2 separate regions of the Salmo salar genome follow, and region 2 is linked to region 1. A link is a contact called in public Hi-C data. All regions are on one chromosome and are shown on one strand. The core of a region is the stretch at or near the end of the contact, and the rest is flanking DNA. Distances in the headings are between cores, read along the strand shown. Region 1 holds the start of si:ch211-183d21.1. Region 2 holds the start of decr2 (2,4-dienoyl CoA reductase 2, peroxisomal).

What was found. Hi-C and Micro-C count contacts between places; a contact is called where the count stands out from the background.
Region 2: a contact with region 1 is called in a Hi-C map of muscle, with 5 times the contacts expected there. The contact joins the promoter of decr2 here to the promoter of si:ch211-183d21.1 in region 1. A contact is called at or near these places in 2 of 3 Hi-C or Micro-C datasets (gill and muscle).

The regions. Positions count from the first base shown.
Region 1 is chrssa19:57,402,884-57,406,755 of Ssal_v3.1, forward strand. It overlaps si:ch211-183d21.1, which reads right to left and starts at 1,648. Exons shown (of 12, transcript XM_014158899.2): 1 at 1,454-1,648; 2 at 1-612. The coding sequence starts at 558.
Region 2 is chrssa19:57,586,329-57,590,200 of Ssal_v3.1, forward strand. decr2 (2,4-dienoyl CoA reductase 2, peroxisomal) reads left to right here and starts at 1,725. Exons shown (of 8, transcript NM_001140899.1): 1 at 1,725-1,934; 2 at 2,535-2,655; 3 at 2,851-2,919; 4 at 3,353-3,404; 5 at 3,524-3,601. The coding sequence starts at 2,558. It overlaps LOC106579211 (retinol dehydrogenase 13), which reads left to right. Exons shown (of 7, transcript XM_014158897.2): 7 at 1-659.

The sequences.
Region 1 (3,872 bases), core at 398-2,897:
CAGGCACCTTTCGATGGACTCATCCCCCTCGTGGGCCCCCTCGTCCTCCACGAAGGCCGACTCCCCAGGGGTCAACGTCTCAGCCAGGACCTCTGCGCCCCCGGACCGCCGCGTCATGTACACGATGGCATCCACCAGCCCCACGGCTGTGGCGTTCATCTTCTCCCCGTAGCGTGCCGCAGACGTGTGGTAGAGTGCGATGGCGTCTGGGCCATTCTGGACGGTGTTGGGTGGGAGGGGGATGGCCGGTTTTGGCTGCATGTCCACCGAGCCAACCAGGAAGAAGCCCCGGTCATCTGTGGTGTGGCCCTTCAGGTCCAGTACTTTGTAGGCTATGTTGCCATTTCCATTGTAGAACACCAGGGTGTAGCCTTCCAGTGAGGCCCTCTGGCCGCTGGTGTGGTAGAGCTCAACAAACTCAGTGGTGTCCAGTTTGGGGTTGTCTGCGTTGACTTCACTGATGATGAGGCAGGGATCTCCCCAGACTGACGCAACCAGACACACAGACAGGCAGACAGCGTATGTTGCAACCAGGTGAAGGGCCAGTCTTACCATCATGGTTAACTACTTCCCCAAAAATGTCAGCGCTAAAATGCATTAAGGGTTGAAAGTCTGAAAGATGAAAAAAATTAAGAAGAAACTTTTGAGGCACAAAAACAACAATTATTGACTAGAAATCACAGAAGGTGAAATGATGTTGTGGTGAGGCTATCATAACGGTCTTCACCACCCAGACAAGGGGCAAACTCAAAACTACATTACTGTTTATCGGTTTTTACAAAAATAGAGAGTGCATGTTGCAATCTAGGCTAGTAGTATCTGATTATTGATTCTCCAAAAACAGGAAAATGATCGGTAATGTATGTCTCTTATGAGTTACAGTGTGGGCAAATCCTGCATTTCTTGGAAAGCACATGTAGACTAGGATACATTTATTTCATCCAAAATAATTTAGGCCGTGGCTGCGGATTAATGCAAAAATTGGTCAACTGTGATTTGTATTTTATTTTTTCTCACTAGTACTAGGATTATGTTTTATAGCTTCCTGGACCTTGAATTAACCAAATCGTAGCTGTAATCTTCGGTAGACAACGTTAAAATAAAAATGTGCGTAAGTCAATTTTCGATCTTTTCTTACCAAACGGTAGACCAGGGAATCACAACGACTGTGAATATTGGCTCGAGCACCATAGCGCATAGAAAACGAAGAAAGTTGCCTGCAATTATTATTATTTTTTAATGCTTAACTAGGCTACTATACGTGCTATGTAGCTATAGCGTGTAAATATTGGAACTGAATATCTTCAGTTAAAACCCCATTCAAGACCACAACTTGTTGCATAGAAGACGATATTCAAGTCACGGCTATTGCTATCTCAGCGACGCAACGGTTGTCATTCGAGTTCAGCAGTGCCACACAGGGTTAGGGTTACAAAGTAGCGACGTGACTTACTGTATTTCAGTGTCCCCGTCCACGACGAAGGGAGTATTGAAACAATGTTTACAATCCAACAGATCAGTTTTTTTTTGTTTATTCCGAGAGAGATATTCGTAAACTTTGTTTCAATCTCTGCCGCTCCCAGCGTCGTCTGTCCACATTGACAAAGCACTTTCTCCCCCCTCTCGCGTGCGTGGGCGTTGGGAGGGGGGATGATCCTTGGGTATCCTTCTCGTGCTGCGTAACATTCCAGACCATTCAAATTCAGCTCTATGGTCTGCCTGTGTTTTACAACAACAAAAATGATATTTTGGCCTTATGTTTAGAAAAGTGATTTTATTAGATTTGGCGTGTTTACATTTTTATTAAAGGACTTTTTAAATATTTTAGGGGAATGTTGACCTACACTTTGATTTATATGGCCTGTAGGCCCCTGAGAATCCACAAGGACTGCGCAACACATTGGCCACCCGAGCACCAGCAACCTCATCTAATATGTTCTTGGTTAACGAGCATGAAGAAAAATATGAATCACATTTTTAAGATTCACAAGTGTCTCTAAATGTAGGGCCAAGTCTACCAGTGACTTTCCACATGTGCCATTTTACATTGTAGTTTGGACATTAGAAGTTACTTTATTTTATTCAAATCAAATCAGTTGTATTTGTCACATGCACTGAATACAACAGGTATATAATATTGTCTAAACAACGGAAGTCTAGTCGTATATCTGCGCTGAATAATTTTTCCTATTGAGGTTTTGAAAACGGCTGACTTCAAGAGCGAATGCACCTAAAAGCAACTTCTCGTTTTGAAAATGTAATATGTGGCATTGCTATGAGTAAGAAACATGTATTCTACTGTCAAAATTGACTACAGTGTAAATATGATAATTTTGGTCATAAAGTCGGTCTCATCCAAAACGGAGATTTGCAAAATAATACGAAAACAAGGTGTCACAGAATGAAGGGTATTGTACGTTTTTCCGTGGGTTGGGTTTATAGAATTCTTCCCTCATGCCCACAGCTGGCAGCACCCAAGTAATCTTATATTCTGAGCACAGATGCAAATGACCATTCTGATCATAATACCCATGGTAAATTTGGTGTGACATATGATATCCCTATGGGCTAGTTAGGGACCATCAGTAAATTACACAATATACATGGGATACTTTTTAAAAGGTCAATAGCTCCAAATTTCAATGATTTCAAAACCTCGAACCAACTATACATTGAGACAACTAAAAGATGTGCAACATGAAAATATTGTCCCATTTTCATTGTGTAATTTATTGATTGGGTCATTTTTCATAAAACCCTGGCAAGAGTGGCTAAAAGGGTGTTTAGGGTCCCCAGTGGTTCTGCAAGTGTAGAGAGGATATTTTCCGCTGCTGTCCTGCTTTCCTGCTTTCCGGTGTTTATATGCTGTTTAATATGACATGTAGCCTATTTGAAATGATGAGCAATACTTACATTCACCTTTTCATGTTTATTAAAATACTTTTCATTCAAATCATATGGTTTGGTTTCAATACTTCAAAACCAAATGGTAGGTCCAGGTAGTAACACAAATAGAGGGAATTTGGAGCCAGTTTTTTCCCTGTGAGCACAGAGCGGTTTTTGAAATGCTAATTTAAAAATGAATGGTGAAAAAATGATTGGAACCATTTTGCTGTTTGACCACCTTGTTTTATGGGTATTATGACACCTCTGCTGTGGGGCGCTATGGCTGCTAGCATTTCTTAATAAACCAAATCTCAAACAAAGCCAAATCAGGAAATGCAGTCACCCTTTAAAGGGAACTGAACTTCCTGATTTAGCCTTGGTTTCAACTCCTCATTAGGAAATGGGGAAAGGCTATGAGGGCATGCCTCACACCCAAACCGATATTTCATTTCAGAATCATTTTGGGGGGACTAAAGTTAGGTTAAGGGTTTGGTGAAGGTCAGGGTCAGTTTTAAGTTTTTGCTAGGTTTGAGTTTTTTTGGCAGGTTTTGAGATAAAACCAAAACTGTTACATTACCCTTCATTCAGCAAAATATATATTTTTTCCCTAATTATCTTGCAAATCTCAATTTTGGATGAGACTGACTTATGACCAACATGATCATATTTACACTTTGAAGTACATTTTGACACTAGAATAAACGATTGACTAATATCGATCCCACATAGGCCATTTTTTAAGAGAAGTTGTTTGGTTTCAGATGCTCTTGAAATATGATCCAGTGACCAGAGAAATGAGGAACCTGTGGTCAAATTGTGTCTTCTTTGGGGTTTTAAATGATCTCTCCCTTTAGTACACATCAAACCCCAAAATAATTCATTCACATTTCCAATTTTTTAAAGGTACCCTTTCTCCAATATGAGCTAGGATATTTGGTTGCAAGATGTCCATTTACAAAGGGTATATCAACTGTTAAGTACTTGCT
Region 2 (3,872 bases), core at 475-2,974, 180 kb after region 1:
GCATACATACAGCCTAAGTGCTTTGGATATATTAGCCCTGAACTATCTGAGGGATCCATTTCACAGGGCTCTTCCTGTCAATAAAATCCCTAAATTCAGATTGAGAGAAAGCCATCCACCATCCGAATGTACTCTGATGAGCATCGATCCCTGGAAACTAATACCATTCACCAGCCAAATCTGGTGTCAGTTTACCAGCAATGACACTCCCTGGTGCCATGCTAAAAAGCTGAGGATAATAGGAGATCAAGGGTTTTCCTCATCCCTCTGATTTGGAAAAGCAGGTAATGTTTTGTGAAGTGGAATACCAGAAAGACTTTTACATATGGTTATTAAGGGCCATAAAAGAGACACTGTTATTGCTCTCCCTAAACATGCACAGATACATTTAATAAATGCTTTATATTCTTTAATGGCCACCTAGAATATGGTGTTACTGAAACACTTTTGACAATGAGAACAATTACCTTTTTGTTTCTGTATCTTATCTGAAGGTTCTGCAGTGATTTATTCATTCTTGCCTTGAGGTAGAATTTAGAAACATGTCTATAATGTCTGAGTGAGCCTTGAGGCATTTGTATACTGAACAAAAATGTAAACGTAACGTGTTTGTCCTATGTTTCATGAGCTGAAATAAAAGATCCCAGAAATTTTCCCTACGCACGAAAAGCTTATTTCTCACAGATTTTGGGTACAAATTTGTTTACATCCCTGTTAGTGAGCATTTCTTTGCCAAGATAATCCATCCACCTGACAGGTGTGGCATATCAAGAAGCTGATTAAACAGTGTAGTCATTACAGGTGCACCTTGTGCTGGGGACTATAAAAGGCCACTCTAAAATGTGCAGTTTTGTCACACAACACAATGCCACAGATGTCTCAAGTTTTGAGGGAGTGTGCAATTGACATGCTAACTGCAGGAATGTCCCCCAGAGCTGTTGCCAGAGAATTTAATGTTCATTTCTCTACCATAAACCGCTTCTAACATCGTTTTAGAGAATTTGGCAGTACGTCTAAACGGCCTCACAACCGCAGATCAAGTGTAACCACGCCAGCCCAGGACCTCCACATCTGGCTTCTTCACCTGCGGGATTGTCTGAGACCAGTCACCGAAATTAAACTGAGGAGTATTTCTGTCTGTAATAAAGCCCTTTTGTGGAAAAAAACTAACACCCATGGCTGCGCCCCTGTCCAGTCTTGGTAAATGTGTTACGAACATAGTGGACTAAGTTTAGTAGACTTTAATTGTTGCTGAAGTTTTTTTTTTAAATGGTGATGTTTAGTAGTGCAAGGGCACTTCACAGACTATTGCACACCAGCACTTCAGACTGCCCTCCCAGGCCCACCCATGGCTGCATCCCTGCCCAGTCATGGGAAACCGATAAATTAGAACCTAATGAATTCATTTCAATTGGCTGATTTCCTTATATGAAATGTAACTCAGTAAAAATTATTAAATTATTGCATATTGCATATATATATATATATATATATATATATATATATATATATATATATATAAATTGTTTCAGTATAGTTTAAGCATCTCAACAGAAAAAAACAACACTAGATATTCTATCCCAGCATTTTTATGAATAAGCAAAGAACACATTTTCTATCCTCTGCATGGATGGGAAACTCCTGTACAGAATGACAGCATGAGTATGACGTTTGCGCTCTTGAACAGACCCCTCTTGAACTACATATCCCAAAATGCACTTGTCGTTTCACAAAAAATAGGTTCAAGGTACAGTATTTTCATGACCAGAGAGCAAATTTGCTGTTTGACAATTTAGTGAATTTGTAAACGTCTTCAGTCGCAATTTGTGAAGTTAATCTGCAACAGAGTGCATTTGGTCGTCGAGAGACATTTGTGCGTCGGTGTCATTACAGAGCAAACGCTTACAACAGAAAAAAACACAACAACACTTTCGGTGAGTGCAACTTTACCATAGATAGAACAATAAGCCAGATGTTTTACCGGATGTAGAAATCTGAAGCATCCGGTTGGAGTTTCCAATCAACACCAAATATGGTGATGAGAGGAAGCCCAGTGGCCGGCAGTGGGAGAAGACGGAGCGAGATGGATTTTGGACGACATTCTGCAAATTTTCTCATCGATGAAACGTTTGATCTCAATACAGTGTTCTGTTCCCAAAACTAAAATATGTTACGAACATACTACTTTTTGCCAAAGTTTCAAAACAAATTCCGTTGTTTTGTAGTGCAAGGGCGAATTGAGATTCAGACTAAGCGTTCTCTAACCGAAATATGCAAATACATGCTAGAACGCGCCAGTAGGATCTCGTTAGCTCGTGCTTGTTCTGCCTACTATGATTCATTTGCTCCCATTGGAAACGATTGGCTGTGGTCTATCTTTGGGTTATAAAAAAATCTTTGACCTTTGTCAACTTTAAATTCTTCCATGCATCTTCAGTCTGCAATGCAGTCTGCAATGCAGTCTATATCCCAGCGATTGCTACATTGCACAAAGTGTGCCTTAGAAGTGTAATAAATGAATATTTTTGTTACAGCCAGGCACCTTTGGAACATCAGTATGGCAGAGCCACAGAGGGTGGGAGAGTTGCCCGAGGATGTAGACACAGATGACTGCATGACTTCATACACTCACATTTACAGTCCAGATTTACTTAAGTAAGTGGAAATACAACCTTAACGTACCAACTGTACTTGAGCTGTGCATTCTCATTTGGAACAAAAGCAATGGCCAGTAGATTTTATAGGGACATGTTATCACCATAAGTGATGTAATAGGAAAAGATGACAGACATAGGGCGCTTTGTATAATACTGGTACTTAACATCATTTTTTAACAATATCTTTTCACAGAGACCAAGTGGCGTTCATAACTGGAGGGGGAACTGGAATTGGACTGCGCATAGCTGAAGTGCTCATGAGGTACTGTACCTGGAGTCTCTTGACGTACTACTCCATGCTCCCTGAGACTGTACTTTAACCCTCTGGTTGGGTTATCACTGCCTGTGTCTGCCTATCTTCTCTTACCTATAGAGCATATTACTCTTCACCTAAGACCTTGAATGATGCCTCTGTCACCTTTGGCTTCTCAGTACACCACATGATCTCAGCCTTAAACTTGCACCTTTCACTTGACATGTCCCTGCACCCCTCACCCCTCATCTATCACATTCCCATGGCCTTGTACCCTGCCTACACCTGGGACGGCTCACCTTATGCCACTGTGTTCTACCTATAGCTTCCTTGTGTCATCCGCAAACCACCATTAGAGACAACTAAAACCTTATGCCGCATGTCATCACACACGGAACATCATGCCCCTCACCCCTAACCTCTCACCTTTTGTCTCTTTCAGGCACGGCTGTGACACAGTGATTGCCAGCAGAAACTTGGAAAAGCTGACAGAGGTCGCTACCCTTATATTGTGTAGTAGACCAAACAAAAAAACGATGTTGATTTAATGTTGAATAAACGTTGAATAAATGTTGATTTATCATGCTGATGTATAGTCTGTGTTTTCTTCCAGGCTGCTAAGAAGCTGATGGCAGCGACGGGACGCCACTGTCTCCCTCTGACCGTTGACGTGCGACAGCCCCAGACCATCTCCGCTGCAGTGGACGAGACGCTGAAAGAGCTGGGCAGGATTGATATCCTCATTAATAGTATGTAGAACACACACATGTGCACAGACAGACATGCGCATGCACCCATACATTAACATTGTAGGTTGGGGTGAAATGAAATTGGCTCTGCTGTGAAATTGTGTGCGAAATTGATTTTAATGAAGCTATGATGGGGTGAAAGCAGTGTCATTTTGTTTTAATTATTGAATTTTCTCAAGCTATGTCAATCTCTCTTTATCAACTGTTATCATA